Regions from separate parts of the Mus musculus genome. Here regions 1 and 2 are each linked to region 3. Evidence: chromatin contacts called from public HiChIP or PLAC-seq data. All regions are on one chromosome and are shown on one strand. The core of a region is the stretch at or near the end of the contact, and the rest is flanking DNA. Distances in the headings are between cores, read along the strand shown. Region 1 has its middle 90 kb from the start of Gm22674. Region 2 has its middle 42 kb from the start of Eci2. Region 3 overlaps 1700011B04Rik (RIKEN cDNA 1700011B04 gene).

Evidence for each region. HiChIP or PLAC-seq counts read pairs in DNA pulled down with a chosen protein or histone mark.
Region 1: an H3K4me3 HiChIP or PLAC-seq map of intestinal villus epithelium shows a contact between it and region 3, with 5 read pairs. The contact joins two enhancer-like sites. A contact is called at or near these places in 2 of 484 Hi-C or Micro-C datasets (uterus and ventricular fibroblasts), 1 of 115 datasets of contacts at active chromatin or transcription factors (intestinal villus epithelium) and 1 of 9 other capture datasets (embryonic stem cells).
Region 2: an H3K27ac HiChIP or PLAC-seq map of double positive thymocytes shows a contact between it and region 3, with 9 read pairs. The contact joins two enhancer-like sites. A contact is called at or near these places in 14 of 39 promoter capture datasets (the 3T3-L1 cell line, 3T3-L1-derived adipocytes, the HPC-7 cell line and 8 more), 1 of 115 datasets of contacts at active chromatin or transcription factors (double positive thymocytes) and 1 of 9 other capture datasets (adipose tissue).

What each region holds. Positions count from the first base shown.
Region 1 is chr13:35,381,162-35,386,193 of GRCm38.p6, forward strand. No RefSeq gene overlaps it. Among named protein-coding and RNA genes, the nearest start is that of Gm22674, 90 kb to the left of the region's middle. Within about 2 kb of position 2,565, at least 70 of the 459 cell types and tissues checked have an H3K27ac peak or open chromatin away from gene starts, as enhancers often do. A contact at or near this core is called in intestinal villus epithelium and uterus, where this site is marked.
Region 2 is chr13:35,033,871-35,038,304 of GRCm38.p6, forward strand. No RefSeq gene overlaps it. Among named protein-coding and RNA genes, the nearest start is that of Eci2, 42 kb to the left of the region's middle. Within about 2 kb of position 2,076, at least 14 of the 459 cell types and tissues checked have an H3K27ac peak or open chromatin away from gene starts, as enhancers often do. A contact at or near this core is called in double positive thymocytes, where this site is marked.
Region 3 is chr13:35,185,764-35,190,536 of GRCm38.p6, forward strand. It overlaps 1700011B04Rik (RIKEN cDNA 1700011B04 gene), which reads left to right. Exons shown (of 3, transcript NR_045616.1): 3 at 1,772-2,251. Among named protein-coding and RNA genes, the nearest start is that of 1700011B04Rik, 6.5 kb to the left of the region's middle. Within about 2 kb of position 3,473, at least 148 of the 459 cell types and tissues checked have an H3K27ac peak or open chromatin away from gene starts, as enhancers often do. A contact at or near this core is called in double positive thymocytes, intestinal villus epithelium and uterus, where this site is marked.

The sequences.
Region 1 (5,032 bases), core at 1,315-3,814, 190 kb after region 3:
TGGCAGCTAGTTGTTCAGTGGAGTGCTAGACTGGAATGTGCAAAGCCCTGGTTTCCATCTTCATTACACACACACACACACGCACACACACACACACAGAGTATATTTACACATTGAGAGGGAAGCAGCAAAACCTGTAGTTCTTAGTAAAACTGTATTGTTCCTGATTCTACTCAACCATCATCTTTTAAATTTATCTCCTTGCCATTGAATTCCACCACCACCACCACCCCCACACACACACACACCACAGGTTTCCATAGTACTCAGTGAGTATCCCTCAGAGCATTCATAGACCCTATGGTCATTTTTTGCTAACTTCTTTGTTTCTCATTGGATTATTATGAAAATAATCAGAATCAATCAGAGTCAAAATGGAGTCACATTTGTCAACCACCAATAAAAAAATAAAATATTAAATAGATTTCATACATATTCATTTGCTAGTAAAAAATATTACAAATGAGTATGTCAGAATCAGAATGGTTCACAAAGGCCATGACAGTCTTGTACACACACACACACACACACACACACACACACACACACACACTCAATCAATCCTTCTATAAGAACTTCTGACTAAAATGGCCTGCTTCACCATGGACTGATGCCATCCTTGTTATCAGTCCTTGTAGTCAAGGACTACTGCTTCAAAATAATTTATGTCATATTCTTCATTTTGCCTTCAAAAGCTTCCCTTTGCCTCGAGATCTTTGAATGCACATGTAATCTAACGTGGCTCATGGTTGGGGAATTGCCAGGCTATTCCCAAAGAAATTCATTATCTTTAGAGAAGATTTCTCTGTCACTTGGGTTTTGACCCTGTTCATCTGTTAATAATCTCTGCTGTCATGGGGAGTGATTGGCTAGTAGATGTTTATAAGTAAGCATTTCTGTTGCAATCAGAAAAGGGGGGTAGGGGTGGTTGAGGAAAATAGAAAATGTATAATGAGTGCAGTATGGTGTTCCATCTTTAAATGGCAGTTCAAGGATCTTAACTCTGGAGATACAGAGAAGGAAGCTGGGCAGGAATGGTGTAGGTCATAGCCGGCTTAGAAGCCACACAGGTACAATGCTAAATAAGGGGTCTTTGTCTCATGTGCCCTCCCAACTACCTAAGTAGTATTATTCCCATATATATGTTCCTTTGCCTATAAAATGGTACTAAGAAAAGCACTCAACTGACACAGTTTCTAGCAACACGTGCATCATCATTCACATCAATATACACAGATGCTCGGTTCCTTCCCAGTTAAGAATTCAGGTAAGATAAACATATGCGGACTCCAAGACCTATCTAACTAGATGTTTGAGTGGTATTTTTCAGTGTTTGCCTGAATGAAAATTTTATTAACTAGCTGTGATTTTTTTTTCTTAATGATGGTTTTCAATGCTTGGTAGGATGGACAATTATTAACTAGGTGTGATTTAGAAACTAGTTGGCAGAGTGCTTGCTGGGAGTGGGGTAAATCCACAATAAATGTCAAATATTAGGAAAAGAGCAAAGAAGAAAAGCAATATTAAAGCCGATTCTTTCAGTGCTGACCTTTCATCGGGTGAATATTCCTCTATTAGGCTGAGTGATGGAGCTATGTCTGAGCTTTGCTGACTTGCTCCATCCCCACCATCCAGGAAAAGGTGTGCCCAGAGGTGGATTCATCTCAACTAATGTTGGCTTAAGCCCCCTTGGAAACCCAAGGGGCCCAAATGGTGTTGTCAGACTGTGGGCTGGCTCCTTCCGTCTAGAGATTTCTGCCTTGGACATTGGTAACTCTCAACATCAATGGGATCAGCAGCTTTCCAGCCCTGTGGGAGATCACCTAGTTTTCCTAGCACAGCCAATCCTGGATGTCCCAAGTGAAACGTGGCCTCTCACCTGTTCCCTTGCCTGAGGTACAGATGTGGGATGTGTAATCTGTTTGGTAGCAGACTTCTAGGAAGGGCTATGAGAGGCTAAAGTAAGCTGTTCATATCCCCGGGTTCCAGGGCCTTGGAGCTGTTAGTCGGCTTCCTGTTACTGTAACAAATACCTGACGTAATCAACTGATAGAAAGAAAAGCTTTATCTAAGTACAGAGTTTTGAAGTTTCAGTCCACAGAGGATTGGCCCCGCCTTCTAAAGTCTATGTTGAAGAAGCACAAACAGGGTCACAAGCCCTGGAGATCGGAGGGGAGGAGGAGGAGGGAAGAAGGAGGAGAGAAAAAGACGGAGGGGTCAAGGATCAGGTGAAGGTGGGAGAGCAGGAAGAGTGATCAGGGATATCAGTGCCAGGCGAGGACAGAAGGGAACCAGGAGCAGAAGGCGGGGCAAGAGCAGCCAGCAAAGCCACAGGAGGCCCGCCCTTCTCTTCACTCTCTGACTCCCCAGACCAGCAGCTCTCTCCTACTACTAAGCAGCAAGTCGCAGGACAAACTGGAGGACAGCTTAGGTGGCTGGGCCCTTTCCAGTTGCAATGACGATTACTGAAATAGTTAAAATCCTGAGGACGGAGGCCCAGTGGCTAGTTTTCCAGGCTGTAGAGCCAGCTATCCTGGAGCAAAGCCCAGGCTGTACACACTTCTGTATGAACTTGTTCAGACCTGCCTCCTGGATGCCTGTTTTCGTCACCCCGGCACGGGATGAAAATAGAACTTACCTCACTGGTTTGTAAAATGAAAATACGAGGAAAGAATGAGTACAGTATGCAAAGCCTGTGGAATCTCCTGAAGCTATGTAAATGGGTACCGGTTCCTAGCCTTCTAGTGCTGCCTCAGGGTGCTTTGTTTGCTACCATCAGAAAATGCCACAGACCAGACAGCTTAACTAATCTACAGTCCGAGGAGGCTGGCACGCTGGTCAAGATGGCAACAGATTTGATGTCGGGGGAGGGTCTCTTGCTGACAGAATATCTTGCTATTTCACATGGCAGAGGGAGAGGGAAAGGGTGAGAGGGCAAGCAAGCATTTTTTTTTTAAATCACTGGCTCTTTTTTTGCTGTATATACTTCAGGAACACAAAATGCTTTATTTAATATGTTCATCCTGAGTGGATTAATACAGTCAAGAAGATCAACGTATTGGACACCCCTTCCCTCATTCTCCTTTTCCCTGACTCTGTGGCGAGCATGATCTCTTTTGCTCTGTAATATACATGCCCACCAGAAGAGCCGCTTCAACAAGGGCTTCACAACACTAGAGCAACCCACTTTTATCAATAGAGAAGCTTTTATCTTATGGAGAAGCTTTTTCTCTATAAGCTGACAACATTGAACATTTGTTACAGGGACAAGCAAACCAACGCAGCATCAAGTGAGGTCCTGCAGTACTTTTTATGTATAGCTAACTTCTCTTAGTTTCATGTCATCCAAATCCATCCACAATACAACGGATGGAATTTTCTTCCTTTTGGAGACTGGGTGAAACTCCATTGTGTGAGGCTTAAGAGATGCGTCAACTGTTAAGAGCACTTGTAGGGATCAGGGTGGGGTTCGTAGAACTCACAGTCATCCAGTTTCTCTTCTGACTTCCTTATATATGTAAACTAAAACTAAGCAACTATTTTAAAAGATTCCACTGTGTGTGAATATCGTAACTTCTTTCTTTGCTTGTCTTTACTGGACACTCAGGTTGAGTCTACTCTGTCGCTGCTGTAGATCTCTAAGACAATGATTCCATTTCCATTGGGCAGTACTCCAAAGAGGATGTTTTGGATAATGACCTACTTTTACTGTCTATGTTAATTTACATCTGAAGGGTGCCAAGAAACCCCCTTCTCGTCTTCAGCAATATTATATCACATGGCTGTTTACAACAGCCAGTCTACCAGGAGACTGCACTGTGACTTTTCCTCGTCTACCCCTGTCAATGGGTGATGCCAAGCTCACACACTGTTCACCACTTCCATGTCTATGGTCATTTTCTCAGTTGGTTTTCCCCTTTTGGGGGTGGGGGGGCTTCAGGCTTGACTTTGTTTTCATTTGCCATTGAATTATACGAGTTCCTTATATGTTTCAGATATTAACCCCATATCATATCTGTGGATTTTGAATTTTTTTTTCTCTCAGGCTGCCTGTCCATCTCATTAATTGGTTCCTTTGACCAGCAGAATCTTCTAGGCATGTAATCTTTTTGTTTTGTTTCTTTTTAATCTTATTGCCAAAACTTTTAGCATTACCCATATATGTATATATTGTATACATACATATATATTGTATCAGAAACAATGCCAAGGAGCTTTCTTCCAGAACTTTTATGATCCCATACCTTTTAATCCATTTCCAGTTGGTTTGGAACATGGTGTGAATCCAGTTTTCACACACAATCATCCTAGCACATTTGCTGAACAATCTGTTTCTCCTTGAATGGTCTTAGTGTTTCCATTTCGTTATAAGGACACCATTCCCATAAGACTGAGGTCCTGTTCTTACAACTTCATCTAACCTTGTGTCTCAGAGACCTACCTCCAAATACTACCATATTACGTTCATAACTTCAACATGTAAATTTGTGAGGACAGAAGCATTTGTTTCACATCTGGCATATGACATCTCCTCCTGGCTAGGGGCTTATGTTCCACTGAGGGGCTACCAGCTGTGCAGCAAGAATAATCTTTCCTGATGGGCACATTTGTGTCACTCAAGTGCTAGATAGACATACTTTCTTGACTTGGGGGGTTTCTTAGGCTTTATCTCCAGGTCTCTGCTTTGAAGTATGTGTTTCTCGTCTGGTTTCCATGGTTTCTGTCTGGCTAGTCTCTCTCTCTCTCTCTCTCTCTCTCTCTCTCTCTCTCTCTCTCTCTCTCTGCCCTCCCCTTTTATAAGGACAGTATATTCAGCATATCATTGGATGCTGTTCTTTATAAGATCCCATATCTTTGGTGGACCATTGTGCAGCCAGAGCATAGTTTGTGTGTCTCCATGCTGTGTCATCACCAATTTGGTTGGTGACTCTGATAACTAGGGAGCTGGGACCTGCAGGGATTAGAACACAGTGATTTGATGGTGACAGACAGGCTGTGAAATAGGAAAAGATGTGGTTTTTGCCTTAGATCA
Region 2 (4,434 bases), core at 826-3,325, 150 kb before region 3:
ACCTGAGACCTCTGTCGCTCCTTGCAGTTCCTGCCTTGCTTTTCCTCTCAGGACTTGCTGGTCTCAATTTTAGGTGATTGCACCAGGATGGGCAGGGAAGCAGAGCCAGAATGACATACACCCCTCCCCCCACCCCTGACACACACACACACACACACACACACACACACATACACACACACACACACACACACACACGATGCAAACTCAGTTCCTCGTGCTTACACAGTAAGATCTCTTACTCACTGAGCCCCAAGAAAGAATTTTCTGAGCCTGCTTGGGTATTTGTGTAGTGGGATAGACACCTGTATCTTTCGTCCTCCCCACAATGGCAGCTCTTCTGCTCGCATTCAGGAGAGTTCTTCCTTGAGCATTATAAGTGACTAGCCTTGTGGGTAGTTGGTATGGCCACAGGTGACTCCTGTTCAAGGGGACATACTAGCACACTGAGTCGATAAAGGCAGTCTCCAGAGTGCTCTGAATTACCAGTGAATGGATCTTTGTGGAGGTCAGAACAGAAGGATGCAAGATTCAAGGTATGGACTCCATGTCTCTTGCCTTGTGGCAGAAGTTCCATCACAGGGAAGGAGAGGGTAGAGCCTTCCATTCCCCTCCCCCTCTCTTTCCACATGATCATGGCTAGCCTCTACTCCTCTACTCTTTCTTGCTTTCTTGCTCTCCAGCTCTGTGCTCTCGTCCTACTCCTCCCCTCTCTCCATTCCCCTCCTCCTCTCTTTCCACATGATCATGGCTAGCCTCTACTCCTCTACTCTCTCTTGCTTTCTTGCTCTCCAGCTCTGTGCTCTCGTCCTACTCCTCCCCTCTCTCCATTCCCCTCCTCCTCTCTTTCCACATGATCATGGCTAGCCACTACTCCTCTACTCTCTCTGCCTTTCTCTGTCTCTACTGCTCTCTCAACTCCCCTCCCCATGCCTTGAATAAACTCTATACTACATGCCAATTGTCATCATGTGTGGCTGGTCCCTCAGGGGGAAGGGATGCCTCAGCATGAGCCAGCTGAAACATCCCCTTCCCCCACACCTTACCACACCTCCACCAAACATATCCCTTCTCTCTTTATTTTTATAAAACACAACACACATTCTTGCTCATAAACTTCTGCATGGAGGAGGCTGGCGATAAGGGCTAGTTGGCTGTAACACATTAGATGTACAGATAGATTCACAAATTTGAAATGTCAGACTGTATTGAAAATATGAAGATTAGCAGTGGCAGCAGTAAGTATGGATGCCAGATTTCTTGCAGCCATCAGAGGCTGGCAGTCACCATGCATAGACACCTGTGCCTCTTATACCATGTACTGACTGCCACCAGGCTGCCTCCCTCCGCCTTCCCTTATTTCTTCTTGAGCTCTATCACCTCTAATATCAGATTATCCCTTGCCTGGGGTCATCACATCTCCCTCAAACAGATGAGTGCTGTTTACTTCAGCATCTCTTCTGCAGCCCATCTCTGCTGATGTTTTCCTGGTACATGGTCACTCCCTGGAGTCTGTTCTGCCCTGTTATGTCCACGCTGGAAACCTGACTGTGGCTCTGAGCTGCAAGGAGAGGCAAGCTAAGTGACTCCATACGTGCCAGCCAGATTCACACTGATTTTTAAGTGAATTCTTCCCGACTTTTAGAATAGTAGAGACCCAGTGTGATCTGGCACATGGGATGTTAATGGAATCCATGAAACTCAAAAAGCAAAAAATAGCTCAAAGAAAGAAACATCTAAGGCTGTCATCTCTGTGGGGACCATGTGACCATGCAGGATGAAGAGCTCTGGGGCTGCTGGGGACAAGTCCTAATGTAATAGTCATAAGATCCTGTGGTCTAGGAAAACTTAGACTAATACCAGTCTTTGTTCTGATAACCCTCTGGCATCTCTGTGAACATCTGCCCCAGCACCAGAGCTCAGCTGTGTCCCAGCATGGATAAAGGAATCGCCCTCACTTTTCAGTAACAGGAATCAAGGTCAACACCCATGTTGACTCTTTGTTCTTCAACTTTGCTCTCCCACTCTAAACCACACAGGGCTACTAAAAGGGCCAGGGAAACAGCTGGCCCCTTTTGACACCTGCATTTCAAAGTGCCGAATTCAACATGCTTTCTGTGGTTAGATTTGCACATATGTATAGTTACCATGGATGCTTTTGTTTCTTGTTTAGCTCTTATGAGAAACACAAACTGGTTTCTTACTGCTTGGAAGGGTTCTCAGGGAACGAGCCTTAAATTGACAAGATAAGGTATGGCGGTTCGGCTGGGCCAGCGGCATTCTTTCTCATTTCCTGATTCAAAGTACATATTCGTTCCTCTCTGACTGCAGGTCTTTCATTAGTCCACATTTGTCCTACAAAAAAAAAAAAAATTGAAGGAGAGATCAGAGACAAATATTTTTGATGACAGCCTTTAAACAAAGCCAATTCTCTTTTGGGAGAGAAAGGAGCCCTGGGAAGAGATGGCGCTGGAATGTGGAGGGGAGGGAACAGCTGGAGGGAACCGGAAGGAGATGCTGGAGGGCACCGGAAGGACATGAAATGAACAGATGCTTGGTTCTGGGATGTGGAAAGTCTGTATCACGTGCCAGAAACGAAGTCAACAAAACATATTCCTCGGGTCTCTGCAGAAGCCGAGGAGGGCGGTACAGGTCATGAACTGCATCCTTTGTACAGGACATGAACCACATCTTCACCCGGGGGCTGCAGCCCGAATCAGGAGATAAATTGGTCTCCATGTGGGTCAGGTCACAGCAAGCCAGTTCATTTTGTAGTAGTCAAATTAGAATCAATGGCTGAGTGACAAAGTCCCTTCTGTCTTCTTGGGAAAGTGGCAATGTTCCAAGCAAGCCTTGATAGACCTGATCCTTGACAGGGAAGACAAGGGATATATTTCAAAATAAATCATTAATACACTGGTGATCTTTTGTCATGATAAGATTGTAATTTAGAAGAGATAGAGGGTAGAACAACCAGAGGTGAGATATTTCACTATTGGGAGCTATAAAAAAAAAAAATCCAAGGATTCTGAGAAGTTGCCCTCTTTCTAGACCATAATCTAATAGCTCCCTGGGTTTATGTGTCAAGAGCATCAGGTTACTAGATGGACCCCTCAGGCACCAAGAAAATGGAAAAGTTGTGGGTTCACTGCCCCTGCCCCCAACCTTGGCGACCAGTAGTCTTAACCTACAACCCTAATGGGCAGTATAAACAACTAATGGATGTGTATAAACAACACCGGAGTAGAGAAGGACATCACAGAAGGCATTGGTGGACACCTGGGATCCCCAAATCCTTGGACCAATTGCTAACACAATTCACTGAATCTACATGGAGGGTGCTGTGATCCCCAGGGTAAAAAAAAATCTATGTTTGTTATCCCAATATTTACCTCCACCTCAACCCTATGAGGAGTCCCTGCTCTTTCCTTATTGGCCCCAATCAATTATTTCAAAGCCTCAGTCCACAAATATGTTAGTAAATTAATTTTGGGTATAAGTTCTTTGGCAAATTTAGTTATTTGGTCATTAGTTCTTAAAAATCAAATTCTGGAGGAATGAAAGTCCTTCAGGGCTGGAAACTTGCCCTGGGCACTAGGTCTTCTCTGGAAGATAGCCCATCATCCATTGTGAGGTGTGAGGGTGTGTGGGGAGTGGGGGAGGCAAAAGTTGGTTTTGTTAGTGTTAAGGTTGCTCAGTATGAATAGTACTTATTTTCTTTGATTCTTAGGGTTTTTGTTGTTGTTTGTTTGGCTTTTTTTGTTTTTGTTTGTTTTGTTTTGTTTTTTAAGGCAGGGTTTCTCTGTGTAGCCCTGACTGTCCTGGAACTCCCTCTGTAGACCAGTCTGTCCTCGAACTCAGAGATCTGCCTCCTAAGAGCTGTGGCTTCAGGCAAATTATCACCTTTGGCTTAACATCAGGGGTGGGGCGGGGTGGAGGGTGATTAGGTAAAGGATTTATTGCTATTGCTCCTTTCTCTTCTTCATACCCAGAAGCTTCTCTGGCTAGGCTGGTTAACTCTTTGTGATCCAGAAAGGATGGAAAGGAAAAGAATTAAAATCTTTTTCACAGGCAAATATGCACAGACACATAAACATTCATACACACATTTATATTTTTGTTTACGTTCTCACTTACATATTAACACATTCTCATTTTTGCTGGGCCCAACCACCTGTCTCATACAACTCCACAAGTATTCACACATGCTTGCAAATATATACATATACCTACCTACATACATACATATAAATAGACATGTATGTTTGGATGGATGGATGGATGGATGGATGGGTGGGTGGATGGAAATAGATAGATGGATGGGGCAGAGCTCCACAAGCCACCACAGCACAGCACAGCACAGCACAGCACAGCACAGCACAGCACAGCACAAAATGTCACAGCTCACCACAGCACAACATACCACAGCACACC
Region 3 (4,773 bases), core at 2,223-4,722:
TCGTCTTAGTCTTCCTTCTGGGTTCCCTGCATGAGTTCTGCTTGCTAATAGGGGTTAACAGTATAAATGATTTCAAGTTTCTACTAGGAGCATTGTAAAGAGGATCACAGAGCATTGGCTTCTAAGCACCTCTCAAGGCTTATGCCTCTGCTCCTTGTCATGGGCCTCATAAGGTTCTTACGTTCCCCTGGGTCATAATGTTTCTCACTTCTAAGTCATGGACACACCCACACCCACACACACACACCACATACCTACCTTGGGGGGGGGGGTGAGACATTGTAGGGTCTGCACTTCAAAAGAAACTCCATTTTCTGGGAACCATTGCATGCAGTTCTAGGGGTCACTTTCTGTCCAGGCACTCAGCAGCGGCACTCAAAGTCAGAGCAGTGAATACATCAGGAACACCAGAGGCTGCAGCGTCACAATCAGCAGTCATTGTAACTGGAGGCAGCTGAGCTCTGGAAAGGCTGGAGTGGGATAGAGAAGGGTGGAGGGGACCCCAGGCTTTAACAACAGTTCTCAAGCATCCCTGCACATCAGAATCCGATGGGATCTTTGAGATGTCCTTAGGCCGATCCAACCCTATGGACGTCAAATCTCTACGCCAGGGTGAGGTGTCTGGATCCATTTTTACCCCCAGGTTACGGCAATGTGCTGGAGATGCTCTGTTTCACAAAATTTGAGTTTGCAAGAAGGTTTGCAGACGGAAATGGGGGCAGTTGATTCCTCTACCCCGTTAGCTAGTGTAAGGGTCCATGATTCACCCAAAGAATGACACCCTGGATTCAAATAGTATGTAGACACAAGGAGTGAAGGCCCAGCATGCTGGGGTCTCCCCATTACCAAGATAGAGAGACCCCAAAGTGAGTTCTCAGGCCCAATTTAAAGCACCCTAGGGGAATCCTGGAGTAGGTGGGCTTCATCGTACCCTATCTCTAAGGACATTCCATTACTGGGGTAAGGCGGCTAGCTGGAAACTACTAAACCATTCCCATTGTCCTTGTTTCAGGCCAGGTGGTGGGGAAGTTTCTGACTGGTGCCTGAAGCCTGGGTTTTTAGGCCTAGTTTCTTTAACTGCCAATTTGAAACCTGTCATGGAATCAGCCTTGCCCTCTCACTAGAGGTCTGAAGGTGCCACTGTGTTGGACTTGCATGGAGCCTCCACTGACCAGTGTGTTAATTGGCATTATATTACTATAGTATATATGTAGAGCACATCTAATATAGATTATTAGATCAGAAGTTATTTTCACTCAGTTTTAGAGGTTTCAATGCATGACTGATTGGATTGATTTGGATTCAGGTGAGGACATCATGTTCTCACATGTTCTGACAGGAGCCTGTGGCAAAGCAAAAGTGCCAGGAGGGAGGGAGGGAGGGAGGGAGGGAGGGAGGGAGAGAGAGAGAGAGAGAGAGAGAGAGAGAGAGAGGAACAAAGGGAACAAGAAGAACAAGAAGGAGCATTGACCCCACCGTCCTCTTTCTCTTTGAGGCACTCTTCCAGTTGTCTAAGGACCTTCCATTAAGCCCTATCATTCAAAGGTACCACACCCTCCTAAGACCCAAACCGTGGGGACCAAGCCTCTAACACATGGACCTTTAGGGGACACTCAGCATCCATACTATAGCATCAAACTAGAAATCACAGTTGGGTTACCCACTCACACTAAAATTCTGTGTCACCATGTTGGAAATTAAGCCGGGTATCAGAATGTCCAAGAAATCATGACAGAAGATATAACATGAAATCGCCTCATTTCCTGAACAGGACAGTTTCAATTGGGATAATGATGAAGTTTCTTTTGCCTTAATCCTTTTGAACAATGAGACAACAACGATGACGACGATGACACCACCACCACCACCAACAACAACAACTCTATGTGGGGCCAGAGAGCTATGGGACTGAGAGGAGCAGCCGTGGAGCAAGAGTGGGGTGGAGGCAATTCAAACCCCTGAAATCTCATCCTGAGATCTGTAGAAGTAGGAATACTGCCGCCTCTGCCCCAGGCCTGTATGTACCTGTGCACGCAGTCCAGTGCCCCCCACCCTTACCTTACCAGAGGAGGTCAAGTAGCCAGTGGCCAATTTAAACTTCCTTTCCCCTTATAAGTCATGTGCAGCAGCACCTGGAATTCCTCCTTATGCAAATGAGGCATCCCCAGCCAATGAGGTACACTCACCCTGATAGCCCGCCCCTCAAAGCTTTTTTCCTCCTTCCACAATAAACTGAATCAGTCTCTGAAGCTAATCCTGGTGTGTGTGTGTGTGTGTGCATGTGTGTGTTCTTTACCCACACACTCACCTCGGACCAAGGCCCTGCATTGGACCCACCCACCCACGCCAAGCTTCCCTCCATTCAGCCCAGCCCAGTGCGTAAGAGGCTGGTTCCCCCAGGGAGGAGAGACAGGAGGTAACTTGACACAATCCTTTGATAAGCACTCAGTTCTTTTTCTATGGTTCTGTCTTTTTGTCCCCATTTCCCAAGCAGAGCAGGAAAGTGTTAGTCGGACTTTTTGTCATGGCTCTCGAGTGAGAAGGGATTTGTTTTGGTTCATGGTTTCTAAATGGTGAAGATGTTGCACAGGATGACAATGTCGGATGGCAGAAGGTGTGCGGTGGAGCAGAGTTCCTTACCTCATAGCAAACATGAAGAAGGTTGTGGGAAGAGAGACCTGGTGGGAGGAGTGGGGAAGGGAGGAGAGAAGAAGGAGAAAAGCTGGAGTGGGAGGTGTCAAGAAAGAGGACCCACTAGCAGGCAGTTTTCTTCTGCTCTTATTGGCTCCAGGATGCCAGCACATGTGGTGATGTGGCCTCATTTGAGGAGGGTCTTTAGTCTTAATCCTCTGACATCTGGAGAGGGCGCTTTCTAACCTATGTTATTTCTCAATCCAATCACGTTAATGATCAAGATGAGCCACCATCAAAAGTGACTTGGAAGTGACCCATCTCACTTTTTCCTCTTTCTGGTTTCTGTTTTCAGACCCTTTCTGTCTATAAAATGAGCATCTTTTGATCCTGGGAATGCATTTTTGTCTTCTGGGTGAAGTGTCACCTGACTCCAGAATTAAAAACGAACTAACACAGAAAACCCAGATGTCTGCTACGGGCAAGGGCAGGGCCACCGACCTTTGACCTGGTTCTTTGGGTGATTATTTTTATAAAGCTTCGTATTTACTTCTCCCCCAGCAAAAGCATTTTCATTCATTTTATTCTTGACGCGCCTTAACTTCTAAGAAACTGGGTAGTGCATGGAAGGCTATGGATCTGGTGTAACCTGCTCGACCAGTGTGCCACAGGGTGAGGAGCAAGGGCAGGCCACAGGCCTTCGTACTTCAAGGAAGCCAAAGGGTGAAGACACGCTTGAGCTTCGTCCTCTCTTGGCCCCTGGCACTCCACCCACCAATTCCCTGCAGCTGCAAGAGTAGGCCTGTCAGATCACTTCCGTCTGCCGCTTTTCCGGGCATGCTAACGAGCCACACCGCTTCCGCTTCACACTAGACATCTGCAGAGACTGTGTGGTGGGGCATGGAGGAAGAGAGAGGGCGCAAAATCAGGGCCCCCAGCTGTTCCACATCCTCCATGGATGGCGCTCCTTTCTGAAAAATTGGTGGAATGTGTGCATAGCAGCTGAGGTGCAGAGGTGAGGTGTGGGCGGCAGTGGGCTTGGCTTCCTTCCTGCCTGGCTTCTAGAGCTCAGTTGGAGGCTGCGAGGCAGTGTGATCTGTCTTCACGGAAAACAGAGTAGCAGGAAATGCTGCCACCAGGAACACATTAATCACATTAGCTTGGCAGACTATCGTCTGAAGATGCAGTCAGATCTGTGAACACAGCATGTCCAGTCAGCTCTCTTAGACAGTGCTGTTACCCTGGACAACACTGGCTCTTTTCACACTGGGGCTGTGCCCACAGCTTGTGGCTCCTGGAAGGAAAATTCACATAATCACAGGCATGGCTACACGCATGTGTGTGTGCACACGTGAGTGAACTCACATAATAAAATCATCAATCTTAATGTATTTTGAATAGATTCGAGTCAAGGTTCTATAGCTATTACCTGGTCGTATTTCTGGGCCAACACAGATACTGGAGATGACATGTCAGGGTCAGGGATGCTTAGAGATATGATTCTATATTGATTATGTCTCCTGTGTTTTTTTTTTTGTGAAAGAGGCAACAATTATCTATATTGAAATAATGCATCTGTCCTTTGTAACTTATGTATGTGGTGTGTGTGTGTGTATTTGTAAAATGTATAAATGTGGGCACCAGGAAGATTCTTTTGTATTTCTCTTACATAGTTGTCTTATGAAGACAGAGAGGGCATTTTGCCCATGCTACAAATACACTTATAAGGAGAAAAAAGAGAGGGAGAAAATAAAGATGAAATGAAATGAAGGAAAAAAAGGAATAATTTAAAGGCCTAGGGATGTCAATCTTAATCAGATCAAAAAGAGATGGTAACTTGAGCCTGTAATCCTAGCTACTGGAAAGGCTGACACAAGCGGATGGCAAGTTCACCGCCAACCAGGGGAAACTTCATGAGACCCTGTCCCAAAGTGAAAAGAGGACTGGGGACAGCTCAGAGGTAAAGCATTTGCCTCCTAACATACATGAGGCCCTAGTTCAATCCCCAGTACCATAAAACAAATCAAAAGAATGTGATCTAAAGAAGGGGACTACAAAACAAGTCTGGAGAAAACCACCCCTGGCTCTTTGGTTCTAATTGACCACTTGAACTAGCTATTAACCTGTTAAGTTTCAGTTTCT